Linked DNA regions of Mus musculus: region 2 is linked to region 1. A link is a contact called in public HiChIP or PLAC-seq data. All regions are on one chromosome and are shown on one strand. Each heading gives the region's core, a stretch centred on a gene start, on an enhancer-like site or on the middle of the called end of the contact. The rest is flanking DNA. Distances are from core to core; before and after follow the strand shown.

The links. HiChIP or PLAC-seq counts read pairs in DNA pulled down with a chosen protein or histone mark.
Region 2: a contact with region 1 is called in an H3K4me3 HiChIP or PLAC-seq map of bone marrow-derived macrophages, with 2.0 times the contacts expected there. The contact joins the promoter of Mab21l1 here to the enhancer-like site in region 1. A contact is called at or near these places in 7 of 39 promoter capture datasets (the 3T3-L1 cell line, 3T3-L1-derived adipocytes, the SN4741 cell line and 4 more), 1 of 15 datasets of contacts at CTCF or cohesin (the NIH/3T3 cell line), 2 of 484 Hi-C or Micro-C datasets (forebrain and nephron progenitors), 3 of 115 datasets of contacts at active chromatin or transcription factors (bone marrow-derived macrophages, embryonic hindbrain and neural tube) and 4 of 9 other capture datasets (adipose tissue, bone marrow-derived macrophages, liver and 1 more).

What each region holds. Positions count from the first base shown.
Region 1 is chr3:55,658,165-55,661,697 of GRCm38.p6, reverse strand. All of the region lies in intron 49 of Nbea (neurobeachin), which reads left to right. Among named protein-coding and RNA genes, the nearest start is that of Gm46804, 48 kb to the left of the region's middle. Within about 2 kb of position 1,692, at least 22 of the 459 cell types and tissues checked have an H3K27ac peak or open chromatin away from gene starts, as enhancers often do. A contact at or near this core is called in bone marrow-derived macrophages, where this site is marked.
Region 2 is chr3:55,780,788-55,783,885 of GRCm38.p6, reverse strand. It overlaps Mab21l1 (mab-21-like 1), which reads right to left and starts at 1,376. Exons shown (of 1, transcript NM_010750.3): 1 at 1-1,376. The coding sequence starts at 892. All of the region lies in intron 41 of Nbea (neurobeachin), which reads left to right.

The sequences.
Region 1 (3,533 bases), core at 443-2,942:
TGTATGCAGGCGTGTGTGTGTGTGTGTGTGTGTGTGTATGCAGGTGTGTGTGTGTGTGTGTGTATGCAGGTGTGTGTGTGTGTGTGTGTATGCAGGTGTGTGTGTGTGTGTGTGTATGCAGGCGTGTGTGTGTGTGTGTGTGTGTGTGTGTGTGTGTGTGTGTGTGTGTATGCAGGTGTGTGTGTGTGTGTGTATGCAGGTGTGTGTGTGTGTGTGTGTATGCAGGCGTGTGTGTGTGTGTGTGTGTGTGTGTGTGTGTGTGTATGCAGGTGTGTGTGTGTGTGTGTGTGTGTGTGTGTATGCAGGTGTGTGTGTGTGTGTGTGTATGCAGGTGTGTGTGTGTGTGTGTATGCAGGTGTGTGTGTGTGTGTGTGTATGCAGGCGTGTGTGTGTGTGTGTGTGTGTGTGTGTATGCAGGTGTGTGTGTGTGTGTGTGTGTGTGTGTGTGTGTGTGTGTATGCAGGTGTGTGTGTGTGTGTGTGTGTGTGTGTGTGAAGTATGTATATGTTTGTGCATAGGTACCTCACTGTAGCTGTGGAGCTCAGAGGACAACTTAGGGTTCTCTCCTTCTACCATATGAGTTCCAGGACTGAACTTAGCTTGTCAGACTTAGAGGCAGTGCCTTTACCCACTGAGCCACCTCACCAGCTCCAAGAGATAAAGTTGGAGAAGGTTTGCTCTACATTAGATATGCTAGAGCTACTTGAGAGGAAGTTCTGCTTTTCTGTACATATAGTAAAATGGGATAGCTAGCATCATATCACAATTTTATATAATAACATCTGTGCCTCCTGCCCTGGATGCTCCACTGTTTCAAACCTACCTTCCATTCCCATACAGCCATCTCAGCTACAGCCTACAGCCGCTGTGTTTTCCCTGTCGTGTGGATATTAGGAAGATCAAGAATAACACTGTATGTCTTGTTCTAAGCTAATATTTGTCCTTAAGTATTATTTGTACTTCTTTTTTTATGTCAATAATTTAGTTTTCTTAAAATATTATTTGAATTTATGTTTCTGCATTGTTGATAAGTGCATTACAAGCCTGCAGGGCCCATGGAGACCAGCAGAGGGCACGAGATTTCCCTGAACCTGGAGTTATAGGAAGTTGTGAGCCTCCCTGTAGGAGCTGCAAAACAAACCCAGGTCCTCTGCTAGAGTAGCCAGTGCTCTTAACTGCTGAGTGTCTCTCTAGCCACGTGCTCGCTGTCATTGCATTTCAAGAAGTTAGCCTTGGTACTGCACTGGTGTTGAAGTTGCGCCTGAGCAATAAGAGGAAGTCCAATCAGTAGAAGCTTTAAGCTCACTCACGCCAGACAAATGAGTGCTAAGCTCTGAACTGACATAAAACGTGTCATCATACCTATTCCAAACTTCACCAAAAAGAAAAATGATTTAAATGACCTCCCCGTGATGAGAGGTAGACACGTAAGCCTGCCAAGTAGTGCTGTGTGGCTGGCACCTAGAACGTATGGACCATGCAGGGTTTATATATTTACAGATAGGCTCATCAATTCTGCATTTTAAAATATTCAATACATTTTAATATTTACCAGCAATCACAAGAACTTGCCACTTTCTAGCTGCCTTTACTTAGGCAGGCTCTGCTTTGATCTCTCCTTTGATCTGCCACGGGTAGCAGAGCTGCTCTCTGCATGCACTCTGAGGAGAGCGTGCCCACAGGAGGTAGGCTACATCACTTCAGTATCACTTCATTTTCTTGCTGAAATGTTCCTTGCTACTACAGAGCACTAACATGATAGGGCTGTCAAGAACCAGCAAGACAGATGTGTCTGTATCCAAAACAGCTGCTGCTCACTTTCCCAGAGAGATGAGCTTGTAAAGTTCATAAGGGAAAAAAATCAACTCACTTTTCATTTCCTGCTGATGTAAATGAAAGACCTTGCCAGCACGGGATGGCCCTAGCTCCTCTGCTCACCTTCCTGCGCGCCTATCAGCCCTTTCCTCCCTGCACCCCTGATGTCTTCCTTTGATATAGTCAGGGTATCAACAAGGGATGTTGCTTTGATCCTCTAGGATGTTAGTCGGTTCAGTCTCCTGTTTGTGATCCATGAACGAGCTACCTCAGTGAGCTTGAGCACAGAGCCATGGTGCCTCATTGTTAGGGTTGCTCTCCTAAGCAGCTTTTCAGGGGAAGGAGCAAGAAGCTCGATAGCTGGTAGCAATCTCCTAACCACCTTAATATGCATCTTTACGTTGATGAAATATTTAACAAGTTCAAAATCCAAATTAAACACAAGAACACACTTACATTTTGACTAGTGGAGAGCAAGTAGACGTTAGGTGTTCTTCAGAGTTAGGGCGAGAGGAAGAAAAATACCATGACCCCCAAACCCTGTGTTCCATATCTACAGCACTGAGGGTGATGTGGCAGATTTGTTTAATAAACTTTGAATGTAGACGTTACTATCAAAGAAATTAACAGCACACATTGACTTGTACTTAGCTAACTTTTAATTCAGGCTCCTCTTTTCTTGTTGTATCTTTATGGTATACTTAGCTAGTCTGTTTTTGTTTTTTGTTTTGTTTTTGTTTTTTTGTTTTTTTGTTTTTTTGTTTTTTTTTTTATCTTCCCCCACAAAAACACGTGGTACAGCCAATCAGCCTCAGATATGTCAATTAGATCTTTCTTTCATCTTTGTGTTATTTTCATTGTGTGCTATTGGGAAATGCTAATTACTGATTCAGAAATTATCAGCAAAGGCTTTCATAATATCCACTTTCAGAACAGTGAAGATGGCACCCTGCTGTTTGTAAAGGAACTGTCTAGAAGGCACTTGCTTCCCCGGCTCCCATCAGCAGAGAGCTTGGTGGTGTGACACTGTCATCTGCTTCCCTTTGTGAAGATGGACCTCACTAAGTTGTTTCAGTTGTGTGGTCAGGACTCACTTACAGTCTTAGACACATTGATAATGGCCAGATCTAAAGTCGTTTGAAGTCTCAATGTAGTCTTTCTAAATTATTGTTTTCATTTATGTAAATATCAGAGGACATTTTATTCTGCTGAATTAATGCTGTGATATTTTGAATCTCCCTTTGGCTTGATAATGAGACTTGGTTCATTTTGGAATGTTGTGTACCAACAGCTCAGCACCAAGGCAAACCTGGAGCAGGTTATCTATTTTTCAGTAACTTTCTTCCCTGGTCAGACATTCTACTTTACAAGACTGCCACCTGCATACCTGTCTCCTCTCACTGCTTCTTTCTCTCCTTCCCCCTGTCTCCTAGAAGGCGTTTCACAGAAAGCAGTTCAGCCAGGGCAGGTATGATAGGATTTAGCCCTGGCTGCACTGGGTTATGCCCTGGTGGGTTCAGTCGTCTTTGAGAAACAAGTGCTAACATAAGCAAAGTGCCTTCTTAGGAGATGGCCTCTTTCTGGAGTCAGTGGGTACAGGCTACAGGAGACCCCGCACTCCCACAGCTCATACCAGGCCCCGTACCCCTACCCCGGAAGGTCTTCCACACCCTCAGTAAAATGGATCTTGGTTGAGTATACTTTGTTTCCAGTCTTTC
Region 2 (3,098 bases), core at 127-2,626, 120 kb before region 1:
CGCCCAGGCAAGATTCGTCCCAGTCCGACTCTCGAGGATGCTTCTCGCACTCGTAGGACACCAGAGTCTTCATGTGGTAGTTGTTCAGGGGCTGGCCTGGCAACTCCAGGTGGCGATCACGCAGGGTTTTCAGGATAGAGAGGCATTTCTTCCTGCAGCCCCCCATCTGCAGTCTGTTCTCGGCCTCTGCAAACTGCAGCACCCAAGCATCGCTCTCAGCCGAACTCTGCTTGCCGGCCAGGGAGTGGCACTCCTTGGACAACAAATTGAACCCTTCAGCCTTAACCTCTGCCACCCGGTTGGGTCCTGGCCAGGGGATGTGGGGAAGCGGCCAGTGGGCAGCACTCCGCGGCCAAATCCCGGTGCATTTAAAGGCCGGGGTGATCTGCACCACATACCTATCTCGGATTCTCAGTTTCACTTCGCTCGTGTCAGCCACCATCTTTACTACATCTCTGTAGCTACACTTGTCCACCGCCTGAGCCACCAGTGTCTGAAACCTGGAACGGATTTTGCGTGCCGAGAGGTAGCCAGAGGCGGTGATGAATTCCACCCAGAGGGACATGCTCCTCTTGCGCCCATCGCTCAGTTTCAGCACCGCACAGCCAGGCAGGGAGCCGTCGTCCACGAAGTTAAACACCCCCATCTGGTTCAGATAGAGTACCACCTCGAACTCGGTGGGAGAGATAACCTCCAGGCCCTCGTAGCGGTTGTCCATCTCATTGAGGGAGCTGATGAAACGCGGTTCCTGCACTTCAACCTCCTTCAGGACGTCGGAGACCACTTTGCAGACTTCCCGGATGGTTTTGGCGATGGCAGCTTTCCTGGCCTGGCATTTCTCGTTGTAGTACTTATTCAGGTGGTAGACCAGCTTGGCCTGGGCCGCGATCATGTTGGGGCAGAGATCCGGATTGTACACCGGAGTCTCGCAATAGGCTGTGGGATCCAATGCGGCTGCTAGCGCTGGAGCCAACTTCGGTGGAGAAAGGGGACCACGCTCAAAAGGCACCGAGCCTCTCTCGGACTAGCTGCAGCAGGGGGCCGCCCTGCCCTGCTGGCCTTTTTTCCCCCGCTCGAGACTAGCGGGTCTTAAAGTGAAAGGCTGAGCTCTCCCCTTTTCTCCCCTCCGCTAAAGAATCCGTGTCAGAGAGAGACGCGTGGAGAGAGCACCTTCTCGGTAATAAAAACAAAAGTTATGCTGAGACCCAGCAAAGCTCTTCCAGTAGTCAAAATAATCACCCCTTTCCGTATTTATTTACGTTTTCCCGTAATCATGGTGTGTGCAGGACTGTTAATCAGGTAGAGGAAAAGTGTGCAGAGTGTGCGTCGGGGGTGAGTGTGTGTCTGTCAGAAGAAGCTGCTGTTGGTTTGTGTAAGAGCCCAGATGCACTCGTGTGGAAATTATAAAGGCAGGGCCAGGCAGGCGGGCGGCCAATCGCCACTGGGCTCGTCACGACAGCCTCCTCCAGCTTCAGCCCGGCTAATTAATCCCCCCTCGTGGATAGAAGCATAGAAACCAAAGGTAGGAAACTGCTGCCGGCAGAAACCCACCCAGGCCACCTAGACAGGTTGAAAAGCAAGATGAAATCTCCCAGCTTTGGTATAACTTGAAGCATATTGACATTTGGAAAAGACTTGGTGAAGACAAGTGGTTCTCTTTGCTGAAAAGCCCACTTGTCTGTTCACCTCTGATGAGCTATCCAGTTGTACTAATGGTCATCCACCAATTAGCGAAGTCAAAGGGGCTTCTAGAACAAAGTCACTAACTTGCATTTAGAGTAAGGTAATTAATGCCCGTTAATCCCTGGGGTCTTTTTAGTGCAAGTTAGAACTTTGCTTACTGACTGACTGCTGGCTTCAGCTGGGGGAGTTCTTTAGTCTTCACTCGTGTTCGTGTTCGCAGTCAGAATGTTTCCAAACCTTAGGCAGAGTCTCTTCTCTTTTTAACCTAGGTTTTCCCCATTTGCATTTGCTGAGAGGAATTTAAGAAGTATTGCTCAACGGAGTCGATGATATCTACCCAACTAAAAATGGAGCCTTTTAATTAAAACAAGTTCACCTGTTTGCAGTTTCCCTTGTCTGTAGCTAGATTGGCCAGTGCTGAAATACCAGACAGCAGATAGGGCTGTATGCTGTAGTGGAAACACTTCCTGAAGGTGTTTTCTGAGATTTAGAGAAAGCTTGAGTGCCATCTCATAGTGAGCTGTCTTGTAGAGAAGGATCTAGAGAATTCACAGAGATGAGCTTGCTTGGCACTGGAAGGTGTGGCCATTACAGTTTGTTTGCCCCTGCAGGCTTAAAGATGGATCTTCCACCTCAGAAACCCTCAGTGGTGACCAACAGTAGGTTCCTAATCTTATGGGATGTAATAATTTGATTATGAGAAAATGGCTAATGGCTTCCAAAAAAAATAATTTGTAACCATTCAGGTTAGGGATTTTTATTATTTATTTAAGTTTCATCTTGGAAATTTCAAAGAAATGAGCTTTTCTTTTTGGAACCTGAGGAGCTTTTGGATTTTGGAACCCTAGGGAGGGTTTTATAGGTCGCTCTTCCTTCCAGTACCATGACCAGTTGAGTCCTCAGTGCACATGAACTAAAGATAGGGTAGTTAGGGCTTATGTCGTAGTTTTCAGTTCTCTGCCTTTAGTACAAAGTTCTGTTAATTTCAAATTAAGAGAATTTTCAGTGCCCGGGTATGGTAGCACCTGTGTACGCACTGTTAATGGGCTACTGCTGAAGACTCCCACCTTTTAAGCATCACAGGGCCAGCTCTAATTTCGTTTCTTGTTACCCAAGAGTGATAGATTCCGAATTAGATTAAAATAGTACATCACATTTGGCGCTTAGATGGCCTCCTACTCCATTCCCCAAGACCATTCCCTTGGGAGAGGGAACTGGGGACCTGCAAAGCCCCTCCCCAGTTTGCAGGCATCGCGGGTGAATGCGCAGCTACCTTTTGGCAGCTGAAGAGGGGCTGGAAGAGGCAACCCAGAGCGCCAGATCAACAAGAAAGAGCTGTGCGGCAGGCAGGGAGCAGCCGCTGGGGACGCGTAGTTCCCCAGGATGGGGTGCGACGGGCAAGCGCTCTCCCCACA